Linked DNA regions of Triticum aestivum: region 2 is linked to region 1. Evidence: chromatin contacts called from public Hi-C data. All regions are on one chromosome and are shown on one strand. The core of a region is the stretch at or near the end of the contact, and the rest is flanking DNA. Distances in the headings are between cores, read along the strand shown. Region 1 holds the start of LOC123113417 (mitogen-activated protein kinase kinase kinase 5). Region 2 holds the start of LOC123113420 (upstream activation factor subunit spp27).

Region 1 (5,270 bases), core at 1,844-4,343:
CTCAAGAAAACAAAATGAACTGAATGCAGAATAAAGTTGGAAGGGCAAAATAGGACCAAGCAGTCTGACAATTTGTATAAGGGGAAAACAAGAGGTAATGTAAACAATTGAACAAAGGTAAGGTTCAGAAAGTTAGGAAACGGCCAGTGGCAAACAATTATCAAATAAAAAACAAATAATGAAAAAGAAAAATTACCTATGCATAATTTTTTGGCTATGTAGGAAAGCAAGACCGTTAAGGATATGGCGAGTGAAGTTGCGGACAACTGATTCTGTCATTGCACCACAATGTTGACTAATGTACTTATTAATTGAACCCGGATGAACATATTCCAGGTATATGTAGAATCTATCTTCAGTCTGCAATATGTCCACATCACCATCAATAGCAAAAGTATATAGCACTGTTAATTCCCTCACTGTGGGCAAGTAGAACTTACAGTTTCACTGCCGTAGTACTGCACTATGTTTTCATGCTTAAATTGGCTAAGGAATTTAATTTCCTGAAACAAAGGTGATGGACAATCAGAGAACGTGCAAAATTGCATGATCCTTGGATAGCATAAGAAAATAGTGGTGTACAGTTATTGCCCAACCAAGTTCCAGAAAAATGGAACAAGTACGGTCAGAGTTTTACATATACTTAAGTATTGTATAGTAGTAAATGCAAGGCAAACCAAATGTGAGCATAAGCAAAGATATGCTTCTTAATCCTCGACAAGAAAAGAGAACATTAAACAATCACATTGAACAAGACCAATGATCTCCATACTGCAGAAATAAGAAACATCAACACAAGTATGGCCGAACCTGTTCCAATTGCTTCAGAGACTCAACTGATTTTGCGTCATCAGGAATTATGTTAACCTCTTTCATGGCACAAAGAGCTCCGGTGTGCCTGTATGTTGGTGTGACGGTATGTTCAAAATTTAGAGAAGCGGTTACTACAATAAAAATGGAATATAGCATACCTATTGGTAGCTTCATATACACAGCCATATGTGCCACTGCCGATGAGCTTCCTTTTTTGCCACTGACCAGCCATTGAGGGCGTTTCAACTTTTGGAACTGATGGGTGGCTAAAATTTGTTTGCTTTGGGCTCATTGAAACAGGAGGAAGAGGTAATGGGTGAAGATTGGCATTCGGAATGCTCTCAGAACGAGAAGTGTGGTTCTCTGGGAAGAAGTTTGCATGCATTGGTGATGGAGGTGCACTTGGGTATCTTGATCTAAGAGCAGGACTTCTCAAAGGACTAGACCGAGGAGATCGCTCCTGGCCACCCACAAATTTTTCAGGTGAGGTGGAAGGGGGTGAAGATCCTGATTGATCTGAAGACCATGGTGATGGTGCTGACAATATATTGCTACCTTGGATGGATATTGCAGCAGATGAGAAGTCTACATTACTCAACCTTCGAGGACTCTGTACAGGACTTGAAAACCCGCTGCTCGGGGCACTTTTAGCAGGAATATTCAACCTAAAGTTCAAAGTTTCAGTTGGGCCATCCTGGAACTTCTCTTTATATGTCTTTCTCCGTTGGCCACAGGTGGCCCCATGTGTGCCAGCTGACCGTAAGTCATTGTGCTCATGAATCTTTTGAACACTTTGGGGCATAAATCTATCACCAGAGACATTAACATCAGAAACATGGTCAGATATGGTCGAGTTAATCTGATCAGTGTGGCATGACAACAGATTTGTTTTTTAATAATCATGTTCATGTTGAATCTTCTTTACTAGCAGCTTCATGGAAGTTAATCAAAGCAAATTACACTTCACTGACTTCAGTACTGAAACAATCTCAGTCACTCATCAGTAAAATCACAATCTGAGCCAGCTTTTCCTTTCATGTCAAGATCTAATAAATTGGCAAGTAGCTTAACCAAGCATCATCAAGTATAAATGTTATGGGGTATCATAGCACCAAACAGCAAATTGTCTCAACTCGTTCTGGGGGTCCAAAACCACAATAACTCTTCGTGACATATCATCCAAATTTCGCTAAGGTGCTATGATCTCCTAGTCATAAGCTAATAAGTTCACAGAAAGCACAAAACCCTCTTGGTAGAATGCAACTATGCAGCAATGTATGTCTGAAGCCCTAATCCATTTCAGATCGTCAACATGGTTAGACTATATCAAAGGCCATCTTCCCTGGTCTCTCAATCCCTGGTCATCTTATTGTTCACCTAAACTGTTCTCACCAACCTCACAACATTCTGCCCTACAAAGTGGTCAAAATGCTACTAGTGTGGCAGTTTTAGTATATAGTGTCATGTGTCATGCCTTCTTATATGCCCATATTGTTGGTAACCCCAACCTCATTCAGAAATCACTGCTAGTGGCATCGTTGCTAACACCCTAATCGATTCATCGGTACTAAAACAGAACTAACAAGGTTACGCCGTTTATACAAACTTGAACAGCAAAGGAAGGAAGCTTGAAGCATCTACTAGTACAAAACACAAAAAATGCATCCCCACCTTGGAAACGTGGACGGCCTCTCGCCTCCAGTCTCTGCAGCCACTAGGAACTCGGCCGATCCGTTGCAATCCCCGTCGAACATCCTCGGGGAGGGGAGCGGCCTCCCAGGCCCTCGGCACGGCGAGTCGTCCTGGTGGGGCAGCGGCAGGGGGTGAGGCAGCAGCATGGGCGTGGAGGACGACCTGGCCGGCGCCGCCTCCATCATGTTACTCGGCGACCTCGAGATCGGCGTGGAGCTGGCGGTGGCGAGGCCGGACCAGACCGCGTCCCTCCTGGCGGGGTAGGAGGAGGAGGAGGGCGGGGCGGCGTGCGAGTCGTCGAGGCGGAGCGCGGAGACCCCGACCTCGATGTCGTCGACATGGCGCAGGCGGTGCTGCCTGGTGAGGCGGGGCTGGTGGTCGGGCCCGGCGCCGAGGTCGCCGGCGCCGCCGTGGCGGGGGATGCGGGAGGTGGAGGCGCGGGCGGGGGACGCGGGCGTGGAGGCGGAGGAGGAGGAGGGGCGGTGGGCGGAGCGCTTCCACCAGGGCATCGGGAAGGGGGGAGGGGCTTATGGGGGGGCCGCGGACGAAACCCTAGTTAGGGGCCACAGTGGTAATGGCGGGGTGGGGTGGGGGAAGGAGGGGGGCAGGGGATCGGTGGCTGGAGACGACGACCCCCGCCATTTGGGCTTTGTTTTCTCCTTTCTCGCGAGGGGGGGAGGGACCGGGCGGGGAGTTGGTTTGCTCTCCCTCTCTCTGCTGGTATTCTTTTTTCCTCCACTCAGGTTTGGTCCGGGGCCACGCGGCTTGGGGAAGAAGTCCAGCGAGTCAATGTCTCCGGTTACACGTCGCACACTGCACACAGCCTGCCTTCCTTGCTCCTTCCCCGTTTCTTCCGTCTCTCTACTCGCTTCCGTTTGGCCTGACGGTCTTTTCTTAGAGTAAAATCGCACACATCTTTTTCTTCTCATGGTGATGATGTGAAGGACGCAAGCGTTTCATCACCTTGTTGACACGGCCAAATCGAGAAGATTGTCAATCTAACGGAGAAGTCTTCGGACGCTGATTGGATGACTTTGAGTGTTGACTTAGTCCTCTCATGGATGCACGATAGTACTACTACAATACTATATGCCCCATTTTCATACCACGTGGCGCAGGCACCGTTGGCGTTGATAAGCGAATTGCATGAGGTAAATAAATATATCGATTCCATATGTAAGGGTAGTGGTACCACCTCAGTTTTTGTTGGGATATCCTTCTTATGTGTGGTGGCTGCGTGGTGTGCAAGATCTGATGGTCGCGTGCGTCGTCGGTTTCGGGTCTTCGATGTCGGCGGCCAGCGCAGGATGGTGACGTCCGTCGTTGGCTTTAGGTCGGATCCTCCTGGATCTGGTGCCTGGATGTTGGCAACCCGGTTTGGGTGCTCCAGCGGCATGGCTGGGTTGTTGCTCTGCTCCGGTTGTTCTTCTCGATCTTCCTTAACAATTGACTTGGAGGGTTGAGCCCACATGGCACTTTCTTCTCAGTAGGTTTCGGTTGACGGCTCGCTGTCGGGTCCGGAGCAGACGGAGGTTGGTGGTATAGTAGGGGATCGGAGGAAACTTTGATCGGATGGTTCGGCCCGGCAGCGGCGGCGTCTCTCGATAGTGTTATCCTCCTTGGTGGCGAAGTCGAGGTGCTTCCTATCCACCCCCGACCCTCTCCCGGACGAAATTCCAAAATCCATCTGGGATTGGGCGGCAGTGGCACCTTGTGCGTCGTACCCTCCATGGAGTCGCCGTTTTGGGAGGCTTGGGTGTTCGGAGGAGGGTTACTGTAGAAGGTGAGCTCCGCGTGGCAAGGGCTCCAGCGGCAGCGACTGTGTGGAGATTGGCAAGTGGAGCGACGTCGCATCTACCGCATCGACGACAGCGGATCTTGGTAGCATGGTGCGGCTGAGTCTCGGCGACAGATGCTGAAAGGATCGATATGGTTGACTAGAGGGGGTGAATAGGCAACTAACAATTTTTAGACTTTTCTTTAACAATTTAAACCTTGCAATTAAATAGGTTGTCTAGATGTGCAACTACGTGGACAACCTATATGATGCAAAGACAATAAGCACACAAGCAAGCAATGGATATAACTCAAGTAAGCTTGCAAAAGTAAAGGGACAAGATAACCAAGAGTGGAGCCGGTGGAGACGAGGATGTGTTACCGAAGTTCCTTCCTTTTAAGGGGAAGTACGTCTCCTTAGAGCGGTGTGGAGGCACAATGCTCCCCAAGAAGCCACTAGGGCCACCGTAATCTCCTCACGCCCTCACACGATGCGAGATGTCGTGATTCCACTATTGGAGCCCTTGAAGGCGGCAACCGGACCTTTACAAACAAGATTGGGGCTATCTCCACAACACTTGGAGGCTCCCAACAACACCACGAAGCTTCACCACAATGGAGTATGGCTTCGAGGTGACCTCAACCGTCTAGGGTGCTCAACACCCAAGAGTAACAAGATCCGCTAGGGATAAGTGGGGGGAATCAAATTTCTCTTGGTGGAAGTGTAGATCTGGGCCTTCTCAACCAATCCCGAGCAAATCAACAAGTTTGATTGGCTAGGGAGAGAGATCGGGCGAAAATGGAGCTTGGAGCAACAATGGAGCTTTGGGGAAAGAGGTAAGTCAACTTTGGGGAAGAGGACCCCTTTATATAGTGGGGGAAACAATCCAACTGTTATCCCACTCACCAGCCCCGCACAGAGCGGTACTACCGCTAGGGAAGGGCGGTACTACCGCTCCGGGCGTACTACCGCTCAACCCAGCGGTACT
Region 2 (4,947 bases), core at 1,434-3,933, 220 kb after region 1:
GTCAGGAAACCATGGCTATCTGTTGATCAACGAGCTAGTCAACTAGAGGCTCACTAGGGACATGTTGTGGTCTATGTATTCACACGTGTATTACGATTTCCGGATAACACAATTATAGCATGAATAACAGACAATTATCATGAACAAAGAAATATAATAATAACCATTTTATTATTGCCTCTAGGGCATATTTCCAACAGATTTGGATCCATATGTTTCATGTTATGGTTAGATTAATCTTAATTTTTCTTTCGTATTACAGATGCTTGCGAGAGGGGGTAATCATAAGTGGGGCTTGTTCAAGTAAGAACAACACCCAAGCACCGGTCCACCCACATATCAAATTATCAAAGTAACGAACGTGAATCAAATAAACATGCTAAAAGTGACTAGATGATAATTCCCATGTGTCCTTGAGAACGCTTTGCTTATTATAAGAGAACGTTTCGACTTTTCCTTTACTATAAAAAGGATTGGGCCACCTTGCTGCACCTTTGTTACTATTGCTACTTGTTACTTGTTATGAATTACCTTGCTATCAAACTATCTGTTACCGCTACTTTCAGTGCTTGCAGAAAATACCTTGCTGAAAACAACTTCTCATTTCCTTCTGCTCCTCGTTGGGTTCGACACTCTTACTTATCGAAAGGACTACGATTGATACCCTATACCTGTGAGTCATCAGCGACGACTACAAGCACTGAAGTTAGTCGAAGGCGCGCCGTCGTCATCACCTCTCCCTCGCCGGATCCGGGCAAAATTACTTGTAGTAGACAGTTGGAAGTCATCATGCTAAGGCCCCATAGGACCAGCGCAACAGAACAGCAATCGCTACCGATAAAGAGTACCATAGATCGAAAGGACCCAATCTGAAGACACACGAATGAAGGCGAACGATGACCATATCCGAGCAGATCCACCAAAGATAGATCCATCGGAGACACACGTCCACACACCTACCGACGATGCTAGATGCACCGCCAGAATGGGGGCTGGGCGGGGAGAACCTTATTCCATCTTTAGGGAACCGCCAATGTCTCGCCTTCCTGACAAACCTCAAAGAAATATGTAAAACCGGAGCCCTCCCACCGGCAAGGGATGGGATCCACCACGCCCCCATGGCCCGAAGGCTACCGGAGATGGGGCGGACCGGCAGCAGCGCCGGCGGGAGGCAGAGGAACTCTAAGCTTTGTAGGGGAGAGGAGCCAGAGCCGGCGGGCGGCTACGTTTCCTTTCTTATGTTGATCAACCATCGCCCAACTCATGATCTCACCATGACTTTGTCTTGAAAGCCACATGTTGAATTTTTATACCAATTCATTCTCTCAAGATCTTGATACTTCGATGTCAATTTCTTTTTGTTTCATCTTGATCATAATATATCCACCTCTTGGACTTAGTGATCTGGATGCATATTTTCATTTTGATGAGGTTTTTCCCAAATCCATCCAATATACTTTATCCATCATCAAATCTCAGTGCATATCTTTATCTCGATGGCATTCATCCTTGAACCCATCCAACGGTCTCCATGCACTGCCCATGGAACAATCCTCCATATGCATCTCAATGAAATAGTTTTTTTTATCAAGATTGTCATTAATTATGAAAATCACATATGGGGACTACATGCGCTTTCATCTAGCCACTCAAGGTCAGCCAATCCACGTCACATCCCAATATCTGATGCATATTTACCGGGATGTCAAATTCCAGTCCTTCCTACGAGCACATGCCATGGAGGCGAAGACAATTATACACTTTATGGTAATATTAAATCATTAGCTCGTTGTCATTGCTAATAACCGACCACCAAACATGATACACCAACATGTTAGTTTTCAAACCACATCTCAATGCAGTAGCCCGACAAAGCAATGATGAAACTTGAATAAAATTTGCATATGGCAAGGCACCAGATACAGTTCTCGTAAATCCAATGAATTTAAGATATTTAATACACAAGAGGACTTCTTATTAATTTAGAATTTTTAGTGAAGGTCTTAACCAATCCTCCTCCTTCGATACGCTTCAACACACAAGAGATGTGTGCAGAAAAGTGAGACGATAAGATGTAACGCATGCGTGCACGATCAATGCGCACTAAAGTTACGATAAACATTATGTATACGCCTGTTTTTGGCTCCATATTATGACTTTCAGTACTCGAGTCGATCCATCTAAAATCACGCCACCATTTGACCCGCTCCACACGCAAAAACAAAACGCCACGTCAAATAGATAATTCGAGATAGCACCATCTACCAATCTTTCTGTATCCGTTGCACCGACCGATATTTTTATTAATTATGTTTGACCGGTTATCTTAGCGACGAAGGATATCTGCACCCCCCCCCCCCCCCCCCCCCCTCAAAAAAAATCGGCAAGAGAGTGAAATAGCCTTATTTGTCTTCAATTACTTGCATTTTTTACTTCTGCTTTCTAGTTTCAGTTCTCCTCTACCTATTTGGAGAATCTTGATTATAAGCGTGCAAGAACATGGTCTGTAAAAGGCAAAATGTAAATCCAGCAGTCAATCCCTCTCTACCCCAGCAGTCAATCCTGACGTCCACTCAAGCACTAACGGTCGTGACACCATCACATCATCACAACGGCAAAAGGGGTAAAGGGGGAAAAAACGTGACGCGGTGTATCTGGGCCAGACGCCCCCCGGGGGGAAAGGAAAACCCACATTTTCAGCCCAAACAAAAACTGAAACCACGCGAGGCAGCGAGCCCTTCCATCCCACCCCCCCACCGGTGCCTGCGCACGGCCACGCTCCCCCAGAGGCAGAGGCAGAGGCAGAGGCGAGAGAACCCACCCGAGGCCAGGCGGCGATGGTGTCGGACTCGGAGCTGGTGGAGCGGCTGCGGGAGGTGCTGCGGGAGTCGGACCTCACCACCACCACCACCGGCGCCCTGCGCCGCCGCCTCGAGGAGGACTTCGGCGTCGACCTCTCCGACAAGAAGACCTTCGTCCGGGAGCAGGTCGACCTCCTGCTCTCCGAGTTCGCCGACAAGGCCGAGCCCGAGGATGCGCCCGCGGAGGAGGAGGATCCGGAGGAGGTGACGCCGGAGGCCGGGGAAGGAGGGGAGGAGAAGGGCGAGGGGGAGGAGGAGGGGGCCGAGCAGCAGGAGGGGGAGGAGGAAGAAGAGGAGGAAGAGGAGGAGGAGGAGGAGGAAGACGAGGAGAGTGGCGGCGGCCGGAAGAAGAAGCGGCGGTGAGGCGCTTTTGCTCTCTGTCCATCTTTGCCGCATTTGCTGCTCCGTTTTAGGGTTCATTGAGTGCTTCGTTTTCATCGATCTGTTAGGATATGCGTCGGCACTGTGCATTCGCGTGTGATATCTTTGCCCGAACAGTGGTAAGGATTCAGGCGTTTCTCTCAGCGTTCGTGGAGGGTTCTGGGATTGCATATTCCTTGCCGTGTTTAGGCTGTTACTGCTACTGTAAAGCTGTTATTATCTCGCCAGGGGATAACCACGTCTGGTTTATCCCTGCCATTGAAATCTTGGACCAAATAGTCGGCAAAGGTTTTACTTGCGTTTGCTATTGCTTTTCAATTTACCTTCACATGATATGTTTATTCTTCCTTTTAACTTATCTTGCCCAAGTATCTGTTGATGGTACCATGCCGAGTTTGTTCTGTTTCCTGATTGACTTGGTGTTTTCTCCTCTTCTTGCTATGGTGGATGTTTACTGGGTTCTTTTTGTGTTTGTCACTGTTATTACAATTAGTGCTTCAGCGGCTTAATTCCTCTAATTAATGTGCAAATTGAACACTTTGTGGCTGCATTTGTTGTATATTAGCCGTTTGCAGTTGCATGATGTAGCCGTGCTTATATTTCCTATCGGCTGATGTGTCCGTGAGTCTTGTAGGGTCATTAGCTGCAACATTTGGTGATTGAAATGCAATTGCATTTTCCACCTTTCATGCATTTTGATGTTTCATGCACTAGACATTGTAATGCTTACGGATGCACTAGACATCCTAAATTTTTTAACTGCTTGGATAATATCTCCACAATCAGTAGAGATGCTGCAGTTACTTTACACCTCAGCATTGTGCTGAACGACCAACTCAGGGACATTCGAACGGGTTGGTGATTTTGTGGCTGCATTTTGTGCTGTGCATGTGGGTGGGTGTTGGTGCATATACCACCAGTGTAGAGTGTACCATCAAAAACATGTGGAAAGCAATATCCATGTATACTCAATAGTATACCTCTTACTGCAAAGCAATTACCTGACAATTGGTGTTTCTGCTAACATGTGGCTACTTGTCCAATATTTGCTATCCCGTTGATCAATGATAAATTTGGTGGTGGATAAGCCACTTGTATTTTGTAGGTAGGGCCACTGTGGTTGTACATTTGGGGCTCTAATGGACCTTTTGCTTCCTGATTGTTGATCTTTTTGTACTACTACCTCTGTAACTAAATATAGGACGCTTTTGCAGTTTAATTTGAACTGCAAAAACGTCTTATATTTAGTTACAGAGGGAGTAGTTAGGTATTATTACTGCTCAAGTTGGGAATTTCCTTTTCCTATTAAAGTTGTCTGAATGTATTTCAAGACTTGGAAATTAACTATTGAAGATGTTGACCTATGGACCAGTCAACGTGGTTCAGTTAAACACACATGGTCTTACTACAATAAATTGAAGTTTACACTCAGGTTCAGTAGTTCCAAAGTCACAAGCTGTGGTGGACCAGTGGTTGTTCAGATTAGAATGAAATACTGTGCAACTTAAGACACTAATGGAATACCTCTGCTTATATAGGTGGAAAGATGATAGCTGAAATCATCTGGTACTATTATTCCGTGACATTTTGGTATGGTTCCCACACTAGTAGGTTTATCATAGTGGAGCTGTTCTAAGGCCTTTTTTCCTGAAAGTTTGCTGATGAGCAGCACATGCTGTTGGCCTTACATAGTTGGTTAGTTACT

What was found. A called contact is a pair of places that touch in the nucleus more often than the background predicts.
Region 2: a contact with region 1 is called in a Hi-C map of leaf, with 3 times the contacts expected there. The contact joins the promoter of LOC123113420 here to the promoter of LOC123113417 in region 1. A contact is called at or near these places in 2 of 5 Hi-C or Micro-C datasets (both in leaf).

The regions. Positions count from the first base shown.
Region 1 is chr5B:585,594,473-585,599,742 of IWGSC CS RefSeq v2.1, forward strand. LOC123113417 (mitogen-activated protein kinase kinase kinase 5) reads right to left here and starts at 3,094. Exons shown (of 11, transcript XM_044534645.1): 1 at 2,485-3,094; 2 at 972-1,619; 3 at 811-898; 4 at 441-503; 5 at 197-360. The coding sequence starts at 3,014. It also overlaps the pseudogene LOC123115061.
Region 2 is chr5B:585,817,287-585,822,233 of IWGSC CS RefSeq v2.1, forward strand. LOC123113420 (upstream activation factor subunit spp27) reads left to right here and starts at 2,684. Exons shown (of 7, transcript XM_044534646.1): 1 at 2,684-3,220; 2 at 3,311-3,361. The coding sequence starts at 2,838.